Regions from separate parts of the Mus musculus genome. Here region 1 is linked to region 2. The links are chromatin contacts, called in public Hi-C maps. All regions are on one chromosome and are shown on one strand. The core of a region is the stretch at or near the end of the contact, and the rest is flanking DNA. Distances in the headings are between cores, read along the strand shown.

Region 1 (6,668 bases), core at 3,153-5,652, 390 kb after region 2:
CACCTAGACTTGGTTGATAGAAAAACAAACCAATTTAAAAAATACATATTCTAATGATCATATGAATAAATGTTCAACACACCATTCACCAACGGGACAACACAATGAGACATCAGTACAGACCCAATAAGATAGCAACAATTGAGACTGATGAAGGCTGGCAATATGGAGCGACTAGAACGCCCATACAATCCTATGCAAATGGCATAGTCATGTTGGAAACTGCGCCCCGATCCCCTACAAATTAAAAATATTCCTACTAGGCAATTCAACAATCCAGTCCCCCAGACAGTTACCAAAGAGCAAGGGAACATACATACAGTCTACAAAAGGGGTATACACAGATGCTCACACCAGCCATGTTGGTAATAGCTAAAAACTAGAACTAACTCAAACATCCATTAATTGGGGAGTCAGTAAAAAATCTGTGGCATGCCCATATAATAGAATACAACTCAGGAATAAAGAGGAAAGAGCTATTGACATATATAACAATACTGCTGGACCTCAATAAACATGATCAACAAATATATAGTAATTGTGGTCACTCAAAGTGATTATAAAAGTGTAACGATTTGAAAGACCTTGACAGTGTTTTTAAAATGAGTGTAGCATATATGTAATGGGAACTTGGAGGGGAAATACAGGTGGTATTTTATTTATTCCATAGACCCACAAAGGCAGTACCTGGACAGCCCAGCAGAAAAAGAACCTTTAAACTGGCCCACTGCTGATCAGTCAGGCTTTCCCAGGGTGCTGTGACAATCGGGGAAGGACAGAGCTCAGAGGCCAAGTTAGTCCTGGCTCTGAGATGTCCATTGTACCATTTTGATCAAGTCGCTTGTCTACAGAGTCCTTAGCACCTAGAGATTCCAAGTCTCCCCTCCCTGACAAACCTGGAAGTTCGGGTTTACCTAATGGTGTTGTACCTTAGACTGGATTGACAGACAAGCATACTGCTTCTACCTCATGGGTTCTGCACATGTTAGGTCATGTCACCCAACTCAGTCCTGAAGTCACCCGGGATCTTTGTCACTAGCAGTTGCTCCTGTGCATGCTCATTTACAGAGGGATGACTGTGGGTGCTGTCCTTAAGAACACTGTTCATCTTTGAGATATGGCCTTTCATTGGCCTGAAGTTAGGTTAGACTAGCTGGCTCTGTGAGACCAGAAGCCTCCTGTCTCAGCCTGTCCAACACGGATGGGACATGCCAGCACACATGGCCTTTTTACATGAGTGCTGAGGTTCAAGCTCAGGTTCTCATGCTTGCAAGGCAAGAACTTTACTGAAGAGCCAGCCATCTCCCTACCTCGTGGATACAGCTCTCTAACGTGTGGTTGGCTTTGGTGGTCCTTTGCAAGCGTGCAGCCTCTGCACTGGCTTCCTCTCTTCTCTGGGGTCAGATCAGAAAAAGACTATGAAAGCAGAGCCTTTGAGTCTCAGGTCTGAATCCTAGCTTTGCCTGCTGCTGGCTATGTGACTCCAGGCAGATGTTTTATTCTTGCTGGGACCGATGATAAAGGACATCAGGACCTTGTCACTGATGACAATGCCCATCTAAAGGGCAGGTGTGCAGACTGGGCAGTGAACGGTCCAGCAGGGTGCCTATGATGTACTAAGTGCTCAGGGTAAGCTTGTTCCAGCCACTTCCTGTCCCACTGCTGTCCTTTAGGAACCCACCTGATGGACTAGAAGGTGCATGGAATTCTGCCCGTCTCACTGTTGAGGAAGGTGTGGCCTCTCTCACTATGGCCAAGAGGGTCTGAGAGAATTCATCAAGCAGGAGAAGGAGGCCACTCTCTAAGGCCCACCCACTGCAGCCGCTGCCTCCCTCAGGCATAACACAAGGACACCTTATGAGGCTGTTCCCTATACAGGATGGAGAACACACAAGGCCTGGCTTCTATCTTGCCCCTCACCAATTTGCTGTGTAACACCAAGTGACCCTCTGGACCTTTCTGGCTGTTTTTTTTTTTTTAACCTACCTCAGAAATTGCTTTGAGGGGCCTCTGAGGGAAGGGGCTTTGTGCGGGAGGGATTTATAGACATCTGCTCTGCTTTGTAAAGTCACCATGGCCACCCACTGAACCAGGCTGTAGGCAGCAAAAGCCACTGCTTGCTCCCTGTGGCTTGGGAGGGGGACACGTGGGATCTGAAAAATGGGGATAAGATGTGACCTTTTTTGAAGCAGGGGGTTGGTCATTCCTCACTCTGAAGTCTTTGACTGCAAAGATCCCAACGAGATTGGTACCAAAATTGCTGTCACCTGTTCTCCTGATCTCTGAATTTCCTTTCATCAGGAAATAAAAGAAAGCATTTCATGTTATACTTAGAAATGAGACTTCAAAGGCGAGTGACCTAAGGAGGGATAAGCACACTGCTTCATGGTCTCACTGAAGTGTGGATGGCTGGAAGCAAACACTGGTGCTAGGCTAGGAAACCTGGGCCACCTAAGTCACATGAGAGTTTGCCCTGATGAGTCCTGCCCGTTCCCTGAGCCCAAACAGTTAACAGCATGAAGCCTGTATGTGTATCTTTTCAGCTCTTTCAAGGAAGGACCCCAAAATCAAGCTCTCTCTCTCTCTCTCTCTCTCTCTCTCTCTCTCCATAACTAACCATCTCCCCTGTTACTTTCAAGATTGTCCCTTGCTCCCCAGGCCCCAAATCTGTTCCCTTCCAGCATACCAGCCAGTGTGGTCCAGGCCTCCTGGAACCCTTCTCTTCCCACATCATCGGACCTTCACTCCTGTCTCCAACCATAAAACCCAAAGAAAGAAAAGAATCGTGGAAACAGTCTGGGGTCAGTTGCTCCTCTATTCCAGCTCAGAGAGACACTTGAGTCTGGGATACCCAGAACCCTCTTGGTTTCCTCTACCGTCATCCTCAATAGCATTACCTGAGTTTTTACTACATGCTAGCCACTGTTCTAAGAGCTTTCTATGCGCTCCCCTCAGACACTCTTATCCACATTCTACAGGCCAGACACGCAGTGCCGTGAAAGTGGCAGGACTGAACTCAGAGCTTGTGTCCTCTCCCTTGAGTCGTGTCCACTGGGGCAAGTTCTTGGCAATGAACATGTCTGCTGTTCTGGGCGCGGGTCAAACGGAGATACTGAGTCCCCAGGAACTGAATGGTCCTCCCAGATCATCAGCAGGGACCTCCACTAGGACTGAGACTGACCATCCCTCCCCATATACTTCTGGGGAGGTTGCTGCTTATAACTCAGGTACATTTTAGCCAGAGGTCATGACCTGGAAATTAGCCTACATCCCTTATTCAAGCCGGTGAGGTTGCCCCTGGACCCTCACACCCTATGGTGGTTTCCTGAGATCAGCCTCTGCTGTGCTTGGATTGTGAGCCTTGCCTGACTAGGGATGTAACTGGAAGAAAAAGGCAATGTTTAAAGTTAAGCATTTGGAGCCTGCTTTGGGTTGAGGTGATTTTTAAAATCCATGATCCCTACCATCACCGCCACGCCCAACCCTCACCAAGTATCTTCAATCCAGAGTCAGTGAAGACATTTGCAGACAAATGCCATTTTGCTTCCCTCAATTATTTCCCTTGAGACTCACTCTCCAGGTATCACACCAGAAGCTATTGTTATTTTTCTAACCATGGACACCCCCAGATGGGCCTCTCTCCCTCTCTTTCCCATAAACCCTATCCTCTGGGGTTTAATTTGGTCGCACTTCCTCACCGTACAGTTCTTTAAGCATCTAACTAATGTGCCCCGCGGTCCCAGGATCTCCCACAACCTTGGATCAACAAAACTCTCAGCTTCCTCCCCACCCCTACCCACCTATCCCTCTACCCAGCCAGGTGTCCGGGTCCCAGCTCTGCAGGGAGAAAGCAAAGGATACTGAAATCGCAAGCAAAAAGTGTAGCTGGACGGAGTCCAGGATGGGGACATAGAGGGTACCGAGAAAGATCTGAAGAGGACATGAGAGCCCAGGACCGACGCTTGGACCTGCGCGGACAAGGGCGTATCAGGGGTGTCAGGTCAGGATCCCCTGCGCAAGCCGAGCTCCAGTCTGCAGTCTGACAGCCGCCCGGCAGAGGAACCGGGAAGCGCAAGGGACCTAGACTTGGTAGACTCGAGAAAGGGAGATTAAGTCTGAGCACAGAGAGCGAGGGATGGAGATTTGGGAGGGAAATGCGCCCTCAAAGCGATCGGGGTCCACCTGAGCAAAGGGCTGAGTTCGAGGCCTCGCAGGGACCCGAGCCGGGGGCAGGGCATACGGAGCGAGGGGACGCGACCGGCACTGACCCGAAGTAGGCGGCGGCGGCGGCAGCGGCAGGCAGCACCAGCAGGCAGAGCGCAGCCAGGGCCAGCGCGGGCGCGGGGCGCATGGTGCAGGCGGCCGGTGCACTCTCGCATCTCCTCGCGCCACTAGGCGCTCGTAGCGCCGCCACCAGCCGCCCGCGGGGCTTTAAACCCGGTAGGGCGGAGCGCGAGCGGCCCGGGGAGGGAGCCTCGCAGCCGGCGAGCCCCTCGCCCCATAGGCTCCGCCGAACTCTGCCCGCCCTGTTGTGGGAGGGGTCAGCAGCAGGCCCCTCCCCTTCTCAGGTGAGTGCTCACCTGGAGCCGCGCCCACTCCAGCAAAGAAGGCGGACCGTGTGGGACCCTGGCCCTGGAGAGGATTGGGGTTCTGGGGACCTAGGAGGTGCTGCCTCAGAGATGCCGCCTCTCCCGGGAGAGATGCTCGGGTGCGCGATCTCTGTATAGCAAAAGTTCGTGGTCGTCACTATTCTGTAGAGCGAGTTCAGCTTTCTTTGCTCAGGGATTCCGAAGGCTGAGAGAGAGGTCCTGCGCAGAGTCCTTCCCCAACAGCGGGAGACATTCATGTCCATTGGCTAGGAGGACTCTTAGACATAGAACCTCATACAGAGGGTACCTGCTCTTAAACACGAAACTGACAGCCATCGGCGGAGGTGTAAAGGGCTCTCGTATGACGACAACACTATTACTGGTCAAAAATTTACACTGTCTGAGGAGTGAGGCAGAGCCACAGAAGCAGGAGGAAGCGGACTCCCTAGATGCATAGAAGCCAGATCTCCATCATATAAAACGTGAATCTCCTTAGTGTTGGGCCTCAATGCTGCCTGTTGCTTTAAGAAAAAAAAAAGTTTGACTCCAATTCTTACAACGAAGCAGGGGTGACATCAGTCTAGGAAGGAGACATACAACCAAATGAGCTTTCAAACGCCTTTGGGCATCTTGAACACTGAGCCAAATCAAGCAAAAAGCCACAATCTGGCTTTAATGAATGTCAAATCTTGGTGCAAAATGTCAAAGAGAGGCAGGAAGGAAGGAAGGAAAAGAAAGAAACTAGACATGGAGTTAGAACATTGGGTGACAGTGACCTTGGCTTTGTGGAGGATATCGGCCTGGAACGAGGAAGATTTATGCCAGTTCTGACATCAAGCTGTTGCAACAGAGGAAACTTGGCTATGGTGGTGAGCCTCTTTGAGCTGTTTCACTGTGGAGCAACTCAGTAGCCACATGACCCTTTGCTACCACAGCTCTGTGGTCCTATCAAATCTGGTGGTCCTGTTTACTGAGGCTGCAAGGCCCAACATAGGCTTCAGAGACCTGGAATTCAACCACGTGAACTACGAATTCCAGACGTGAAACAGGGAGGATGACAAAGAACTGACAAGATTTTTGTGTAGATGAGATGTCAGAGAGGAGGTAGTGAGGTGTGGGTTGTTATGCCTGCAGGCAGGAGCCCAGCACCGTGGGCTGATGTTTACTCTGCTGGGGGATGAGGGATTGCTGCGTGATTTCTGTGATTTGTTCATTGGTTTCTGGACTGTGGATGTAAGTGTCCCCTCCAAGGCTGATTTTAAGCCATCGTTATGGTCACGTGTATGACAGCATGGGGAGACATGTGTGCGGTCATCTCAGCAAGCTGGCAGAATCTGGCTCTGTCTCCTCTATTGTAAAAGTGTGACAGGGGGATCCAGGAGGCTCAGAGGCAAAGGGAGCTCAGAGGGACCTGTGTGAGTCCAAGAGAGTGCTGAGGACTAAGCTAACAGGAAGATATCAGCAACACCCAGCAGTACCCACTGGCACCCTACTGTTGGCAGAGAAGGAGGGAGGGAGTTCACCTTGGGTTGCTCCGACTGCCCTTCCTGTCCTAAAGCCCACAAGTACATATGCACAGAGAAGACAAGATGATGGGAAGAGGGAACAACGGTCCCCCAAGTGACACAGCTGCCTGTTGCTGTCAGGCTGAACTTGAAGAAGGTTGGAAGGAAACCTTAAGATTCAACCCAGACCTTGGTGGTTAGAGAATGAGGCACAGAAAGTGCTCATTCTATGATCTTGAATCCCAACAGCCAGGACAGTGGGCCCCGCCCCAAGGCTCCTTCCTTCCCAAGTTAGGACCAGATCAGGGCTTTGCCTCCTGGGCGGCTCTGAGCAGGAAACCTCCCAATGCTGCTTCCACTTTGTGGCCCCCACAGCTCCGCAGGGCACCGGAGACAGCTTCTCATTGCTGGCAATAGGGATTCCCACAGCAATCCCCCTCCCTGTGTGTACATGGGACTCCCTGGGTGTTTGAACCCCAGCCCCAGCCATGGTCTCGAAGGAGTCTCAAGTACCCTGGGAAACAGGGGTAGTCATTGTCCTCAATGTATACATAAGGGTAGCAAGGCTTAGGGC
Region 2 (6,383 bases), core at 3,064-5,563:
TTCACAACTACTTTATTCTTTGGGTATTGTTTACATACGAGGACACCGAGCTCGTCATCACGTGGCAGATGACCCAGCAGAGTCAAATTCGGGTTTCAGTAGCCTCAGAACCTGAACTCTGCTAGGAGGAACCCTAGCAGGGGCAAGGCCAAAGTAGTTGGCCCACGGGCTCGCACCCGGGCTCTCACCCGGGACTCAGTGCCTGAGAGAGGAAGGGAGCTGTGGATAATGCCACAGCGGGTGGCAGATGTGAATCATTTGGAAGCATCCCTTCTCCCTCCCCCCACCCCCCGCAGGCTGTCCCTCCCTTAAAGGCTCCAGAGGACAGGACTGAGAAAGAAGATTCCGAGGCTATAAAGAGTGTTAGAAATGCTGTTTCCAGTGTCTCAGATTAACACAATCGGATTCCGAAAGAGAAAAAGACCTCACCATAACTAAACTTGAAACAAGCCCATTAAGAAATTTTGTTTTTGTTTTTGTTTAAGGAACTGAAATATTGGAAGCTATGCTAAAGAGAAGCAGATGTCTGACTTTCACATCCACCATCTCATCTGACCCAACCTCCACCCTAAGTTTCTAGGGAAGAAGAGAGTCCACCTCTCCAAACTGTTCCTTACCGAGCAGGTGGCGTTTTAGGAACGTTATTCGGCGCATGCATCCGTTATTCGGACATAGGTTAGTTAACATCCCCGCGGGCTTTGGGGCAGAACTCTGTAGTAATCAAGCTCATTTGCATTTTGCATGAAAACGTGAATACTTAATAAGTGAGGTGGAGGGACATCCAGTGGCCTCAGTTAAAAAAAAAAAAAGCATCTAGACTCTGCTGGACTGTGACCTCCCTCCGGCCCCCTCGCTCGCAGCGACCTACCTGCTTTGGGCTCTCTGCCCGCGGAGGGCAGCGCAAGTCCGGAATGGCCTCGTAGACATTCTCCGAGTCGCTAGGCGCCAGGGGCCGGGGACAAACCCAGGAGCCCGCCACGCTGGAGGCCTTGAAGTGGCCCGCGCTGCCGAGGAGGCCGGCAGGGGGCGCGGTACCGCCGCGCGCCAAGTCATCCAGGGACTGCGCCGGTCGCACAGGCGCCGCGGGCCGCACGTAAAGGCAGGCGGGCCCTCCCGGAGCCAGGCTGTTGCGCTGGCCACCGGTGCGCTGTCGTGCAGGGCCACACAGGGAGCTGGCGCGGCCCCGGGGCTCGGCAGAGGACCCATCGGCGCCCACCGGGGTGCTCACGAAGCGGTAGTCGTAGGCCAGAGGTTCCGGGACTGCGGGGCGCTGCTGCGGTACGGAAGGCTGCGGGGCCGGGGCAGGGTCGCCGAGCGCGGGCAGCTCGCGTACGTACTGCGCGGGGAGGTAGAAGGGGCGACCCCCGGGCTCCCGCCGCACGTGCCACCAGTGCTCGGTGCTGCGGCGCAGCAGTCGGTAACGCTCGTTCGGTTGGATGGCGATGCGGCGCCCGTCTTTGCCGGTGTACTCGAAGGGGTGTTCCACCAGCACGTACACGTCCCCCTCGACGTCCGCCGCCATCGCGACCACCGCGCTTTTCTGCAGGCAACAAGAAAAGGAGCCGCCAAGGTCAGGACTGCGCAGCGGGGAAGAGCATGGAGTCCGGGGCTCAAAGACAAGGGTTCGAGTCCCGCTCCTGCCCACGCCCACTGCATTCGGGCTTCAGTTTTTCCTTCTCTGAAATGGGGACGTGGATAAAATCATCTTCAAAGTTCCCATGCTTAAGATTCCATTCTGTGTCGTTGATTGTGAGATATGTGTCTCCCTGTCATCCCTTGGTGAGAACTTGAGGGTGATATAGGAATCCAACTTTACTCTGGGGGAAACCTTGGCTTAAAGATTTGCGGTGACTGCAAGATAGATAGCACATTTGCCTGAAGGTTAGGGGAACCTCATCTTCCCGGTTGGCGAATTGGGAATTAAGGCCCCTTTCCCGTCGCTCTTCTGCCCCCCGTCTCGCCACACCCTGACGCCTCCAGCCTGCAGGGAATCCGTGGAAAGCTCTTAAGTACCCCCTCCCTTTAGGAGTTTGCCCTCTAGGTGGGCGAGATTAACGACGGGGCGCAGGCTCTAGGGCAGCCCCCAAGTTGTTCTACCTTAGAAGTGTCCCTGTCTTATTTAATCCGGTGATTTTGACGTAGGGGCTTGGACAGCTAAGGTTGGAGAACCGGTTCTCTGGGTTTCTCTTCCCTTTCCCAGTGGCTTCGTCGCACACGTGAACCGTGAAGTCTGGCCCGCCCATTAGGGCCAGCACCGCCCCCTGCACGCCAGCTCTTCGGCAGCCTCTTAAGAGGCTTCCTGGTCTCTTCACCTGCCTAGGGGTCCTTCCCTACAAGGAGTGCCTGTCCGGGGGGGGGGGGGTAGCTTCTAGGGAATGCATTGCAACAGTGTCACCAGGGTCCTCTAAATCTCTTTGGAGTGATCATTATAACGCGACCCCCCCCCCCCCCACCAATGCTAGTTTTGTCTGGTGCCTGGTGTGTGTGTGTGTGTGTGCGCGCGTGAACAATCCCAACTGTGTGTCTTCAACAAAGTGAAGCAGGTGGCCTACTCCGGAAGTACTGGTCACTCCAAAACCTTACAATGACCACTCCGTTTATTGCCCTACAAGGTGGCCTGGGGACCAGCAGCGGGGTGTCCACCGTCTTGCTAAGGCTGATTTCTTTTTTCAAGAGTTCCTTGATGATGGAAGGGGTGTAAACTTAGTCACTGAGCATCCTGACCCGAGAGATGGTAAAATGGCAGACCAGAGCTGGCCGAGCAGAATCCTAGAAGTGTGTACCCTTGGGTTACGCCCCCTTTCCCAGGACCCCAACCGTGCACTCACGTTAGCTGGGAGGATCTCAGGCTGCCCATGGGCGGGGCTGACGGAGGGAAGCAGACTAGGCCTCTACCATATCTGTGGGAGGGACTTCCAAGGACCGAGACTGAAGAAACAGCGCGAAACAGGAGACACTGGGAGGAGAGGCGGAGACCGACACTTAGTAGGGCTGTTCCTAGTCCCCAATACAGCTTGTCTGAGAGGATGCGGAGAAGCCATAATGTCTGTGCTGGAGCCCTTGAGGTCTCCAGGAAAAAAAAAAAAGGCATGGGGAAGGGGCTGAGTGGAAGGGGTGCTGATGGATAGGCGAGCAGAGCCCAAGAGTCAGTAGGCCCTGCTCCCCCCCACCCCCTCAACGCTCAGAGGGGTTTGTTGTCCTAGAGGACCTGGCGTTCCGCGGGCGCGATGCTCTGGGAATGCCCGGCGGAGTTGGCTGTCTTGTCCTGGCATGCACATTCCGAGCGGGGCCTTTTGCTCCCTGAATCACGAACTGTGAGCCCTTCACAGCAAGATTAAGAGCACTACCCATTCCGGGAGCACCTCCGCCCTCTGAGGCTCTCTCTGGGAGCAGCCTGTCCGGGCCTGGAAAAACTAGAGTCCCTTTGCAGGGACGCTCACAGACAGGGGAGTGCTGTGTCTCCGGTTGTGTGACAAGAGGACCTGTGCCTCAGATCCTTCCATTATCTGGGGTGAGCGAAGAGAAGGGGAGGGATGCGAGAGCGGTGAGGAAGGCGCCCTTAGCCAGTAGGTCTCCTGTATCTTCTGCTCCCGGTCGTCCCTAGCTATAGCGTCACCAATATCTAAGTCAGCACTGGGGGACTTCGGCTGGTTCACCTCTCGCCCCCAGACAGAAGGCAGCCCTACACCTAAAGCTCCTCCCCGGGGTTTGGGCCTCCGGGCCCTCCTCCAGGTTCGCACTGCTCTAGCCCCAGTGCAGCGAGAAGGGCAGGCGGTGCGCGGGGCTCTAGGGTGGGGACGGCCACCTGGGGGCACCTTTCCCGCCCTCCCAATACTCAGCGCCATCCTCCCCAACGCCATTCCCCCCTCAGTCCAGCCCGGCCCGGGCACCTTAGAACTTTCGCCCGCTGGCCTAGCTTCCACTTGTCCCGGCAGACGCGCGTGGGGTCCGCGTCCGGAGCTGCCTGCTCCACAGCCCTGCTCCGGCGATGCCCTGTTTCCTGTTCAACAATATAACCGGCGGAGAGCGCTCGGCAGAACTTCCTCCCAAGCCGGGACTGGGCTGTGCTTGCAAGAGACAATCCCCGGTGTCCTGGCTTCCTGTCCCCTCTGGGCCGGGCCAGCGCTCTAGGAGCAGAGACGCCACCCTCCCCCCTCTTCCCCAGGATCCTGGGCCACACCTGACTGTCTCCGGGGAGGAGGCGGTGGCAGGGCCTGGATGGAGATCTGCGGGGGAGGCAGTTTCTCTCAGCTTCTGACCAGATTAGACTCCCACTGACCCTCATCCTTGTCGGAGGAAGTCACCGGCCACTCTGCAGGCGGCCGAAGTGCAGTTGCGGGATCCTCCCATTTTGGAAACTACCTGCCTCTTGGGAAAGCAGCCTTAGCACTCTGAGGTGTGCCTGTGAACACTTCTGACAAAGGCAAGACCCAGTTTTTATTTTCTCTGGCTTCCAAGAAAGAGTGGGGTTCAACTAGATGCTCCATTAGGGGCCGCTGAGCAGAGAAGGGAGCCCCCCACCCCCACTAGGCCGATGTTCCTCTAGTGTCGCAGGGCTAAGGGTTCAGCTGGACAGCCCTCCACCAATTCCTTTTTCCATATTTTGACTTGACTAGTTTTGTCCACTAACAAGTCCACACTGAGGTGGGTATCTTAGGATCCATTAGGGAAGGCACAAAATGAAGGGGTGAGCTCTTTCCCTCCACTCTACCTTTGTCCTTTCCTAGTTGCCCTAGTCACTCTGCCAGCCAGCCAGGTCCTTGTCCATACAGCAACCTGATGCCCAACTGTGCCACAAGCTAGCCTGTATAGACATGGGAGTACCCATGAGTCTCAATTTACTCCCATTACATGCTTGTGGGGACGGTTAAACGAAATAGACACTAAACACAACGATGGTGAGCGCATGTATTTTATTAACCTGTTCCTTTCATTATAGGAGGCACTTTCTGGGGATGAGAACTCCAGTTTGCCCATCCCCCTCTAGACAGGGGAAAGGGGAAACTGCCCTCAGAGGCACTGTGCTGAAGGTGGAAAGACAACCAAAGACAGCAGCAGCAGCAGCGCAAGTGCCAGGCGCCTCCCCCGGGCCTGCCACCCCCAACCTCCAAATCCAGTTCCTCTCCCTTTGCTCTGAGCCCTGAGAACCTGCCTCAAAGATGGCCAAGGAGCACCCACCCACTGGCTGAGGGCGCTCAAGGCCAGGAAACGAAGCCCTGGATGTTGTCTTTTTCTGTCCCATTTTTCTGCAACCTGGTTTCCCTAGGAATTAATCTGTTTCCTTCTTTTGTCCTAACAGGGGCAGTGGGGGGTGGGGGTGTTTGGTGGGGGTGGGGGCTTCTCCTGGAGCTCCTGGGGAAGGCTAGCAGTAGACAGGCCTCTGGAGTCTTTAATCCGTGAGTGTAGGTGCCAGGGCCCGGTTTCCTTGTTTGCCTCTCTCCATGCCCAGAGTCCTGCTTTTACAGGGTGTGTGTGTGTGTGTGTGTTTGAGAGAGAGAGAGAGAGAGAGAGAGAGAGAGAGAGAGAGAGAGAGAGAGAGAGAAAGGCACCCACCTGCGCCCGCAGCCTACATTCCCTCACTTACCTCTTCTCCCTCGCTGCTTGGTCAGGCAAGTGTGCTCCATGGACCCTGAAATGCTCAGTGCATAGGACTAAGGGGAGCCAGGTAGTGTTTCCCCAGAGCCAAATGATTGAGATTCAGAAACAAGACTGCTTAGAAAGGCCAGCTCTTTACTGCAAAATCACTCAAATACCACACAGCAGCAGTTTCTCCTCTGCACTGCCAAGGCTCACTTGTCAGAATATTGCATAAAATAGCATTTTTTCCAATAGTGTGGGCACTGCTGAGGTTCACGTGAGCACTCTTCTGGTGGGGGCAAGTCTCTCACTTGAGCAGTCAGTCAGTCGCTTAGTCAAGGACAGGGCCAGCTCTTATGCTCGCAGCCCAGACACTGGGAGGGCTCCATCTCCTAGACAGGTTCTGGAATACCCTCATGTGACAGGCCCACAGGGGACAGACTCTTGCCCATTCAGGATCCCAAAACAAGGAAAGGAGGCTCTGATCAGGTTGTAGTTTGGGGGACGTGTTAATGCTAGCTCGGGGGTGCAGATAGAGATACACTGGGTGGTTCTGGGGGCTTTGGTGTTTCAACCACTGGTGAGCGCTGTCTTCCATGACGGACAGATGAACTCTTGGCAGCCTCTGCCATCTGCCTTCCTACTCCTATGTTTTATTGCACAATTCAAGCTTCAGGTGACTCAGCTCATTCACCTCAGGGAGGGTGGGGTAACCTCCTCTAGACAGGACAGGCACATTTCCAGGGAGACCCTCCATTCCACCTGAGGCCCCTGGCTCTAAGTGCTCTGGGGTAGCCAGAGGGTTC

Evidence for each region. Hi-C and Micro-C count contacts between places; a contact is called where the count stands out from the background.
Region 1: a contact with region 2 is called in a Hi-C map of ventral hippocampal neurons, with 1.6 times the contacts expected there. The contact joins the promoter of Wnt9b here to the promoter of Arhgap27 in region 2. A contact is called at or near these places in 4 of 39 promoter capture datasets (the 3T3-L1 cell line, cranial neural crest, embryonic stem cells and 1 more), 1 of 15 datasets of contacts at CTCF or cohesin (embryonic stem cells), 10 of 484 Hi-C or Micro-C datasets (the C2C12 cell line, the HL-1 cell line, Sertoli cells and 6 more), 2 of 115 datasets of contacts at active chromatin or transcription factors (astrocytes and embryonic stem cells) and 1 of 9 other capture datasets (embryonic stem cells).

The regions. Positions count from the first base shown.
Region 1 is chr11:103,745,419-103,752,086 of GRCm38.p6, forward strand. Wnt9b (wingless-type MMTV integration site family, member 9B) reads right to left here and starts at 4,403. Exons shown (of 4, transcript NM_011719.4): 1 at 4,269-4,403. The coding sequence starts at 4,351.
Region 2 is chr11:103,359,379-103,365,761 of GRCm38.p6, forward strand. Arhgap27 (Rho GTPase activating protein 27) reads right to left here and starts at 4,314. Exons shown (of 18, transcript NM_001205236.1): 1 at 3,891-4,314; 2 at 2,829-2,956; 3 at 869-1,540. The coding sequence starts at 1,522. Plekhm1 (pleckstrin homology domain containing, family M (with RUN domain) member 1) reads right to left here. Exons shown (of 12, transcript NM_183034.2): 12 at 4,897-6,383.